Linked DNA regions of Mus musculus: regions 1 and 3 are each linked to region 2. Evidence: chromatin contacts called from public Hi-C and promoter capture Hi-C data. All regions are on one chromosome and are shown on one strand. Each heading gives the region's core, a stretch centred on a gene start, on an enhancer-like site or on the middle of the called end of the contact. The rest is flanking DNA. Distances are from core to core; before and after follow the strand shown. Region 1 holds the start of Slc25a29 (solute carrier family 25 (mitochondrial carrier, palmitoylcarnitine transporter), member 29). Region 2 holds the start of Papola (poly (A) polymerase alpha). Region 3 holds the start of Dync1h1 (dynein cytoplasmic 1 heavy chain 1).

Region 1 (2,700 bases), core at 2-2,501, 3.1 Mb before region 2:
GTGTACTTCCTTCTTCCTCTTACCACCTGCCTTTAGAAGGCATCCAGATGACTCAAAGCCTGTGGAGATCAAACCCAGGTCTCCAGACCCCTAGTTCAGGGCCCAGTAGCCACCACAAGCACTGGACTAGGGGTCAGCAGGCCTGGACTTGGGTGTCGGCTTCACGAAGGGTCCATTCAATTCCAAGGATAAACACCACCTCTCAAACAACACTGGGGTCCCTGGTCTCAGAGCTGCCCCTCCATCAGATCTGCCATCCCACAACTCCGCGCCCAGTTTAGGGAGGGGAGAGGCAAGAGCAGAGTTCGAGTAACCACAGGAGTCTGTTACTCCACTCTCAGCTTAAAAGAAAGTCACGACCAGCAGAGGCCCGGTAAGTGATGGCTGTATCCATCACTTGGACTTGCTTCCAGACTCCTTGCTGTTGTAGATATTACCAGCAACTGGGGGGGTGGGGGGCGGCGCGTCGGGTTCTTAGCCCACCTCAACTTTAATGCTCTCCAAGCCTGGAATATCTGCTTGCTCCTTGTCCTGCACCTAGCTCACCCTGTCCCAAGGCCCAGAGCTGCAGTCAGATGCCCGCGCCCCTGATCTGGCCTGCTGGCGGCTCCCAGGAACACGTCGGGCTTGGCGGCACCCTTCCATCCTCAGGCCCCATCCACAGGCCCCTTCTGTTTGAAAACGTTTCTACGTCCTTCAAACTCAAGTCCCTGTCTCTGCCTGGGTGCACTGGGTCCTCAGTACTCCTGCGCGTTCGCTTAAGAAGATCCGGGGCCTCAGAGGCCCCTCCAAGTGGGCGGTCGTTCTCGAACTTTCCCAGCAAGCTGAGTCCAAGACCAAAGTAGGCCTTGGGAGAGTCGCGGCGTTCCACGTGTGCACTCGCCACTGTGTCCTCTTGACACAGGCAAGGACGATGAGGTTGAGCAGGAGAGTCGCATCCAAATACCGTGAGGGGTCCGAGGATTGAAGCAGATCGAGCGCCGCCCTTCGGACCGTGCGGTTGGGAGGTTCTGGGCTCCAGTGTGCAGTGTGCCCACCGCACTGCCCCTTCCTTGCGCCGTGCGGGCGGGCCCGAGAAGCACAGTCTTTGTCTACTGAGCCGGGAGGCACCCCCGCCCGCCGCGCCCGAGGCCACACCTTCCAGGCGCGCCCAGCCAATGAGACTTGGCGGCGGCACCCGGAGCACGGGGTGTGTCCGTGCCTCGCTTACCGATTGGTTGCGCTCTGCCCCCGCGGGGGCTGAGGCCGACGGGGCGGTGCGAGCGGTGCGAGGTGAGGCCCGGCAAGCTGGACGCCAGGGGAGTGCTTTTCTAGGAGTCGCCATCCAGTCGCCTCCCCGACCCGGCTGCGCGCCCGGAGGCCAGATAGCAGGAGTCGCGACGGCCAACCGCGGGCCGGGCCCGAGGAGTAGTAAGACACAGCCGGCTCGCCGGGCCGGGCCATGGCGCTCGACTTCCTGGCTGGATGCGCCGGAGGTAAGGAGATGACCGGCATGCCAGGCGGGCGTTCTGGCTGGTACGCGGCGACAGGTGTCTTCTTGACCCTTCCGTGCGCACTGAGTGCAAGGTCTGGGGATCCTGGCAGCACCGCGGCTTGGCCGGAGGCAGGGACAGAACAGAAGGATGCGGGCGCGCAGCCTACTGATCCCTTCCCGCAGCTGTCTGAGCGAGGCTGGTGACACCGCGCGACCTCCTAGAAGGCTGGCCCGACCCCAGGCGCCCAGCACTTCCCATGCATTGCTTTAAGCTGCTGGAGGGCTCAGGAGAGGAGGAGGCGGTCCACCGGGTGGTCAAATAAATGGTCATGTCAACCTGACTGAAGAGCGCTCGAAGCTGAGAGCAGGCTAGGTCTGCCCATGACACTACCGTGCGGACCTGTTGAACGTTTAGTGCCTTTCCTTTTGCCTAGAGGATTAGTTTATTTACTAAGTATTAAATAGAGCCTGGTTTAGCCGCTGGGATTCCAGGTGAATCGACTGAGGTGGTAGTGGTCTGGCTGGTTATATGTTCAGCTCTGAGGCCCAGACCTGGCTCCTCATCCACCTGTCCTGCTGTCTTCATCCTTCATAGCCCTACCCGGAAAGGTCTCTCCTGGAACAGTGATAGGCTGGAGTTGGCCTTAGGTGCTTAATCCGTGCTTGCTTCTTCCTGGATGGAGAACATTGCTGTCTGGCAGAATGCCTTCCCTGAGCAGTGACGTACCCTCTAGGTGCTTGAGAACCACCAGACTGTCACCAAGTCTTTCTTCTGTAAGCTGTGGGAAGGCCACAGAGATTTCCACAAGCAGGTGGAGAATTAGAGACCCAGAAAGAGCCCCATGCTAGCCCCAGCTGTAACAGGGCAGGTGAGGGCATCTTCAATGGCCAGGACTCCTGCCGTGGCCAAGACCCCCTTGTACTGCAGTTTCCCCAGGGCCAGAGTTACCTCCATTTGTAGCCTGGGATATACAGTTGATCTGGGGAGCATATATTCACCCTGAGGCCAGGCTTGCATAGAGACTTTGAGCACCCCCACTGTCCCACAAGCCCATGGGCACTTGCTCAAGTAGGCCCTCCCTGCCTGGGATACCCATCTGTCTTCAACCAGCCTGTCTCAGGGTGGTCATGTGCCCTGTCTCCAGCCTGGTCTGCATTCTCACCCAGGGTGTGTAGAGAGTGCCCAACTACGTGAAGTCAAGCACTGACTTCATGCACGTCTGAGG
Region 2 (2,700 bases), core at 200-2,699:
TTTTTTAAACCTAAAGGAAATAGACTGAAGAACTTCAAGCATAGACCTGGACATGTGCGGTGCTCATGCAGCCTCCTTGTACCGTTCCACTTTCAGAAGTGCACTGAAATAAAAACTGCAGGAAACCTGTACTCTCCCTCCTACCTTCACTCCCAGACACAAGATAACATTTCTAATCCGAAGCCTTCCCTTTAGAGTGTGCAACCATATCTTTTTTTAAGCACTGATGTATCAGAAAAAAGTCTGGATGAGCTAATACAAGGTCATCATGTGACAACACCTCACTCACTCACATCTACTTGAACCCCACTGAAAAACACCAAACATCTTTATAGATTCTATTCTCGTGCTCCTTTACCCTTGTTCCATGAATAAGGAGTCAAAGGGAACTTTGTGGTTAATTAAGCCCAACAAATGTTATCACTACAGAAATACAGCTGACAGGTCTCTGGACTAAACATCAGGGTCGAGTAAAGCTAGCAAGCTAGTGTGTGAGAAAGAAAAGCGCATGAAATCCATTTTTAAATTAGTAAGTACAACCCTAGATCTGTCACATTGAGGCTACGTCCAAAACTGCCTCTCTTGTTTGGAAGAAAAGCAGTCGCACGACCTAAAGCCTTTTCGCCAAGATAGGTTAGTTGGAACATAAAACCCTCATCTACTTTCGAATCCCAACAACCGGTTTCCAAATATCTTTCTTAGGAGAAAAGGGGGGAGGGGGGAAATTAAGTAAAGAAAAATCACGGTCAAGTGTGTAAAGTAGACCTAGCGACATTAGAAGGCCTAAGTGAATTAGCTCAAAGCGTACACTCGCAATCACAACACAAGTGACCCAAGGGCGGGAGCGATCAGGTAGCGCGCCGAAGCCAGGTTGCCTAGTCACAACAAAGCAGGGACGGCGCCGCCCCGCAGCCCGCCGTTCCGGAAGCTGCCCCCGGGCCGCCAGCGCGGCCTGCTCCCTCCCGGCCCCGGTTCCTCACCCGCTCCGAGGGAAGCGGAAGTGGGGAACTAGGGGGCTGGACGGCGCCATGGTGAAACCGGGACAGGAAGGAACCCGGGAGCCGCGGCCCGCCAGTCCGCGCCGGGCGCCGTTCCGCTTGGGGATCCTGCGGGGGCCCCGCGCCCGAGGGGCCGGAAGCCGCGGCCCGGGGCGCCCGTGCGCCTCCCCTCCCCCTCCGCCACCCCCGGGGCCCGGCCGGCGTGCGCCTCACTCAGCACGCCAATCACTTACAACGGCATCGTCTCCGGCGCCGGCACCGCCCAGTCACTTCCCCCCCGCGACCGCTGCCGTCCTGGGCATGATCCACCGAGGCGGGAAGGACGGCAGCCTACCTCAGCCCCGGGGCCAACCCAGTCCTGCACCCGTGCCCCGCCGCTTTAAGCGCTTCTCCTCCTTCCCCTTCGTCCTAACATGGCGCCCGAGCGCTACCACAGCAACGTTCTAGAACCGCTGACGCCGCCACGCACACCGAGCGCGCGCCTGCGCGCGCGCTGCGCGACGCCGCAAGACCTGACGGGAAATGTAGTTCTCGGCGTGAAGCGGCGCTTCTCCCCCTCCCCCCCCCCCCCCCCCCCCCCGGTGATCTCACGCTTTCGTGGTAGAGCGTGGGATGGGTGCGGGAGGCTCCGAGCGAGAGGCTGTAGTTCATTCGCTTGGCGACGCCGTCCTGGCGAATGAGAGTGACGCAGCCGTGGCAGCGATGAGAAGGGGGCGCGGCCCAAGCGGGCGCCACGTGCGGGGCAGCCCAAGCGCGGGGGATGCCTGGAACCGAGAGCTGTTCGGTGCCAGTTGCACCTCCGCTGCGTGGGAGAACTGCTTTTTAAACATCGATGTGAGTGAGGACTTAAATGTGTTAGAGCCCAGTACAGAGCCTGTCCCAGAAGTGTGGCCGTGGATCCCCTCCCCTGACGATGACCCTCTGCATCTGTGTTGCCCAGACCTGTGCTTCTCATGCCAAATGTGCAGGGCAGGGGATTCCGGACCAAGGCAATAATTTAATAAAATTGACAGTAACCTTTGGGGTTTTGGCGGGTTTTTTGTTGTTGTTGTTGTTGTTGTTCTTGTTTGTTTTATAAGACAGGCTCCCATGAAGCTACTAGCCCTTAGTTTCTGATCCTCCTGCCTCCACCTCCTGAGTGTTGACATTACAGGTGTGAAACACCACTACCAATTTTATGTGATAGATTGGAATATACTTCTGGGTGTGACTATGACCTTGTCTCTGTGCTGAAGAGTTAATGCAGTTGGGCAGGTGAAGTTCGGGTTACTGGACCATACTCAGAAAAAGGAGCCATTCCTAGTATGCTGGGTTCATCTTAAGATAATGTATTTTTCCTTCCTAAAATTTCCAGCCCCTGGCACACTTCTTACGGGGTTTGGCTGGGTACACTCACCATTCTGTTCTGAGTAATCATTAGAAAGGCCCAACTATTCCTTTTCCTTCTCATAGCTTCTTGAAAGAAGCTTTTGGCCGGGCGTGGTGGCGCACGCCTTTAATCCCAGCACTCGGGAGGCAGAGGCAGGCGGATTTCTGAGTTCGAGGCCAGCCTGGTCTACAAAGTGAGTGCCAGGACAGCCAGGGCTACACAGAGAAACCCTGTCTCGAAAAACCAAAAAAAAAAAAAAAAAAAAAAAGAAAGAAGCTTTTGGAGGTCCCCTGCACTTAGGGCTTCCTTTCACTCCTAAAGCTCCCTCCCCAT
Region 3 (2,700 bases), core at 180-2,679, 4.8 Mb before region 2:
TGTAATTAAGAATAGCCTTAAAGCGATACAAACTATCGAAAGGACAGCCACTCTGGTTTTCTAACGGAACCACACAGCCTTTGGAACTCTAGGGAACTTGCTAGCAAATATTCTCAGTCCATCTTCAATCCCTAAGGGCTATTTTACTTTTAAACAGCACATCTGGGTTCCTAGGGAAATGCCACACCCATTCGCCAGCATGTCATACAAGTTCCCCAGATGCTACAAAGTGGTTTTAAAGCCTCAAGAAGGAAGGAGTCCTGCAAGCAAGCCCCCTATTCCAGATCAATCTAGGGATGTTGTGAGAGTCTCTGCTGGAGGACACAACGGGAACATGTCAGCTTCTTTGCCTCCTTCCCCAACTAGGTAAGCAACAGTTCTTAAGTCTTTGAAATCAGACTTAAATGTCACAGAGCTGTCATTAGGGTCATCTAAGCAACAATTTCAAGCCATGATCAGCAAAACAAGCAATTTGGACTGGAAACTGATATGCTGAGTCTAATCTCAAGGTCCTGTATTTTAGCTGGTGACCTTGGACCAGCCACGGGACTCAGTTTCCTGGTTTGTAAAACTGGGAGATACACCCACTCAACAATGATGCTGCGAGGCCAATGGAGGCCTACGCGTAGGCAGCCGCAGACAGCAGAGATGCTGGGTGACCAGGGCCTGCCCACTCCGGCTCCCGCCAACCCACCGGTCCCCGAGCCCACCCAAGGGCCAGCACCTAGGCTGTCCTAGACACACTCTTCCCAAAGCGAGCTAAGCTTGGATACGAATCGAAACCAAAAAAGCTCATGTGACTCTGGAGGCAGGGATGCGGCCCTGTGCCCAGCCGGGACCGGGAGACGCTGTCTCCACCCAACTCGGCCATCTTGAGAAGCCGCGGAGACAAAGCGACCCCACTGTGCGGGCGCTGGCGGTCCGGGCACCCTAGCTGCTCCACGCGACCGGGGAGGGGGCGCCGCGCACCTTTGAGGGTGGAGCGCTCCACCAGGACCGTGTGGACCTGCGGGTCTGACAGGAACTTGCGCATCTGCTCCAGGGCGCTCTTCTCCTCCAGCGCCGCCTCCAGCGCAGCCGGCGCGTCGCCGCCGTCCTCCAGCAGCAGCGGCACCAGCTTACGCAGGTGCTTCTGCAGCACCGCCACGTCCGCCACATTCTGCACCGCCGACACCTCCAGGCCGGCCGAGCCGTCCTCGCCGCCGCCCGGCTCCGACATGGCGGATCCACGGAAGGGAGAGAGATAGAAAGAGAGAGAGCGAGAGCCGAGAGGAGCGGCCTCCGGCACGAGAGAGCAGTGAGCGAGGGGAACCGGCGACAGGAGACGCTCTGCCCGCTAACCCGCGGCCGACTGCGGACAGCGGAGCCGGCTCCGCCCTAAAGGCCGCCGCTCCCGCCGGCCCCGCCCCGCCCGCTGGCTGCAGCCACCGGCGCCCGCTCGCGGTCGGCGTCGCGACGTTACGCATGCGACTGGAGGCGGGGCTATGTGCGGCGCCGCGTGGCCTTTTGGGACTTGTAGTCGGAGGGCAGGGCGGGACCCATTACTCTGCGCAAAAGTGGTCCAGGAACCGCGTCTGTCTTCATTGCCAGGTGGCAGAGAATATCACAGAGCCAGCCCCTCAGGCTTCATAAATAGTGTTTTAAGGATGCATTGACGAGAATTGACATTTAGTGAGAGTTCATCCTCTGCCCGACATTGCTATTAATAACCTGAGTTCTCCCGTTGAATGAATGGAGTCTGGAGTCCCAACTGCCCAGTCGTTATTAGATACACATTGGGAAGATGAGGACGTTTTTTCAGAGGAGATGAGGGGCATGCCCACAATGACTTCGCTAAACTGGATAGGGAGAGAGTGGAAGGGAGATGATTTTAGCTGAGGAACTGGCGTCTGAGGAAGGGAAGGTTAGGTATGGGTGGAGCAGCAACTGCAGTGCAGTCTAACGGTAGGCTAAAAGAAACCTGGATAGTAGGAACATCAAGCTACGATGGGACCTGGCTTCTGAACACAGTGTCATTTACCAAGCGAGGGTGATGTAAGAGAAGGACGCATGAGTGAATCCACTGACAACGGTAAGCTCCCCATACCTGCAGCACCCACCGCTCTGTGGGTTCGGGAATCTGGATCGGCAGGAGGCAGGGGCTCAGATTGCTCCTAAGTTTCCCTGCATCTGACCCATCACCCCTCCTCCCATACACGGAGGACAAGAAGGGCAGAATCTCTTTGCTTACTTTCTTAGGGTTAGTAACTGGCCTTTGAAAGTTCAGGTCATAACTTGCCTGTTCAATTGGGTAGAGGGAACTAAGCCAAAATGATCTTTAAAAATATAATAATGCCGAGTTAGAAAGCTGAGTCCTGATTGGTGGGATGATGGTGGTATGACTTGATTCTCCCAAATCATCTTTGGAATACGGGAAGCCCTACAATATGCTTATTCCTTGCACAATTGTCCTGTGCCAGGTCCCAGAGGCTGCTGATGGAGGCCCGAAGATTCTTCTAGAAGCCAGACAGAGAGAGAGACAGAGAGACAGAGAGAGAGAAAACAGATAAATATCCCCATTCTCCCTCCATCAGCCCACCCTGGTGTAATGTGTCATAAATAATCTTGCAGAGGTGAGAGGACAGACCCAAAGCTACTGTGGTGAATTGCTACTGTGGAATTGCTGGCGTACTGGCAGTGATCAATACTGAATGTCCACCT

Evidence for each region. Promoter capture Hi-C pulls out the DNA fragments that hold promoters and counts their contacts. Hi-C and Micro-C count contacts between places; a contact is called where the count stands out from the background.
Region 1: a Hi-C map of B cells shows a contact between it and region 2, with 6 read pairs. The contact joins the promoter of Slc25a29 here to the promoter of Papola in region 2. A contact is called at or near these places in 2 of 484 Hi-C or Micro-C datasets (B cells and CD4 T cells).
Region 3: a promoter capture Hi-C map of pre-B cells shows a contact between it and region 2. The contact joins the promoter of Dync1h1 here to the promoter of Papola in region 2. A contact is called at or near these places in 1 of 39 promoter capture datasets (pre-B cells) and 1 of 484 Hi-C or Micro-C datasets (CD4 T cells).

Annotation. Positions count from the first base shown.
Region 1 is chr12:108,834,427-108,837,126 of GRCm38.p6, reverse strand. Slc25a29 (solute carrier family 25 (mitochondrial carrier, palmitoylcarnitine transporter), member 29) reads left to right here and starts at 1,251. Exons shown (of 4, transcript NM_181328.3): 1 at 1,251-1,475. The coding sequence starts at 1,442. Mir345 (microRNA 345) reads right to left here and starts at 154; the gene lies at 59-154.
Region 2 is chr12:105,783,446-105,786,145 of GRCm38.p6, reverse strand. It overlaps Papola (poly (A) polymerase alpha), which reads right to left and starts at 1,449. Exons shown (of 22, transcript NM_011112.4): 1 at 1,232-1,449. The coding sequence starts at 1,239.
Region 3 is chr12:110,600,124-110,602,823 of GRCm38.p6, reverse strand. It overlaps Dync1h1 (dynein cytoplasmic 1 heavy chain 1), which reads right to left and starts at 1,429. Exons shown (of 77, transcript NM_030238.2): 1 at 970-1,429. The coding sequence starts at 1,219. Gm35558 (a long non-coding RNA gene) reads left to right here. Exons shown (of 2, transcript XR_381950.4): 1 at 1-2,071; 2 at 2,460-2,700.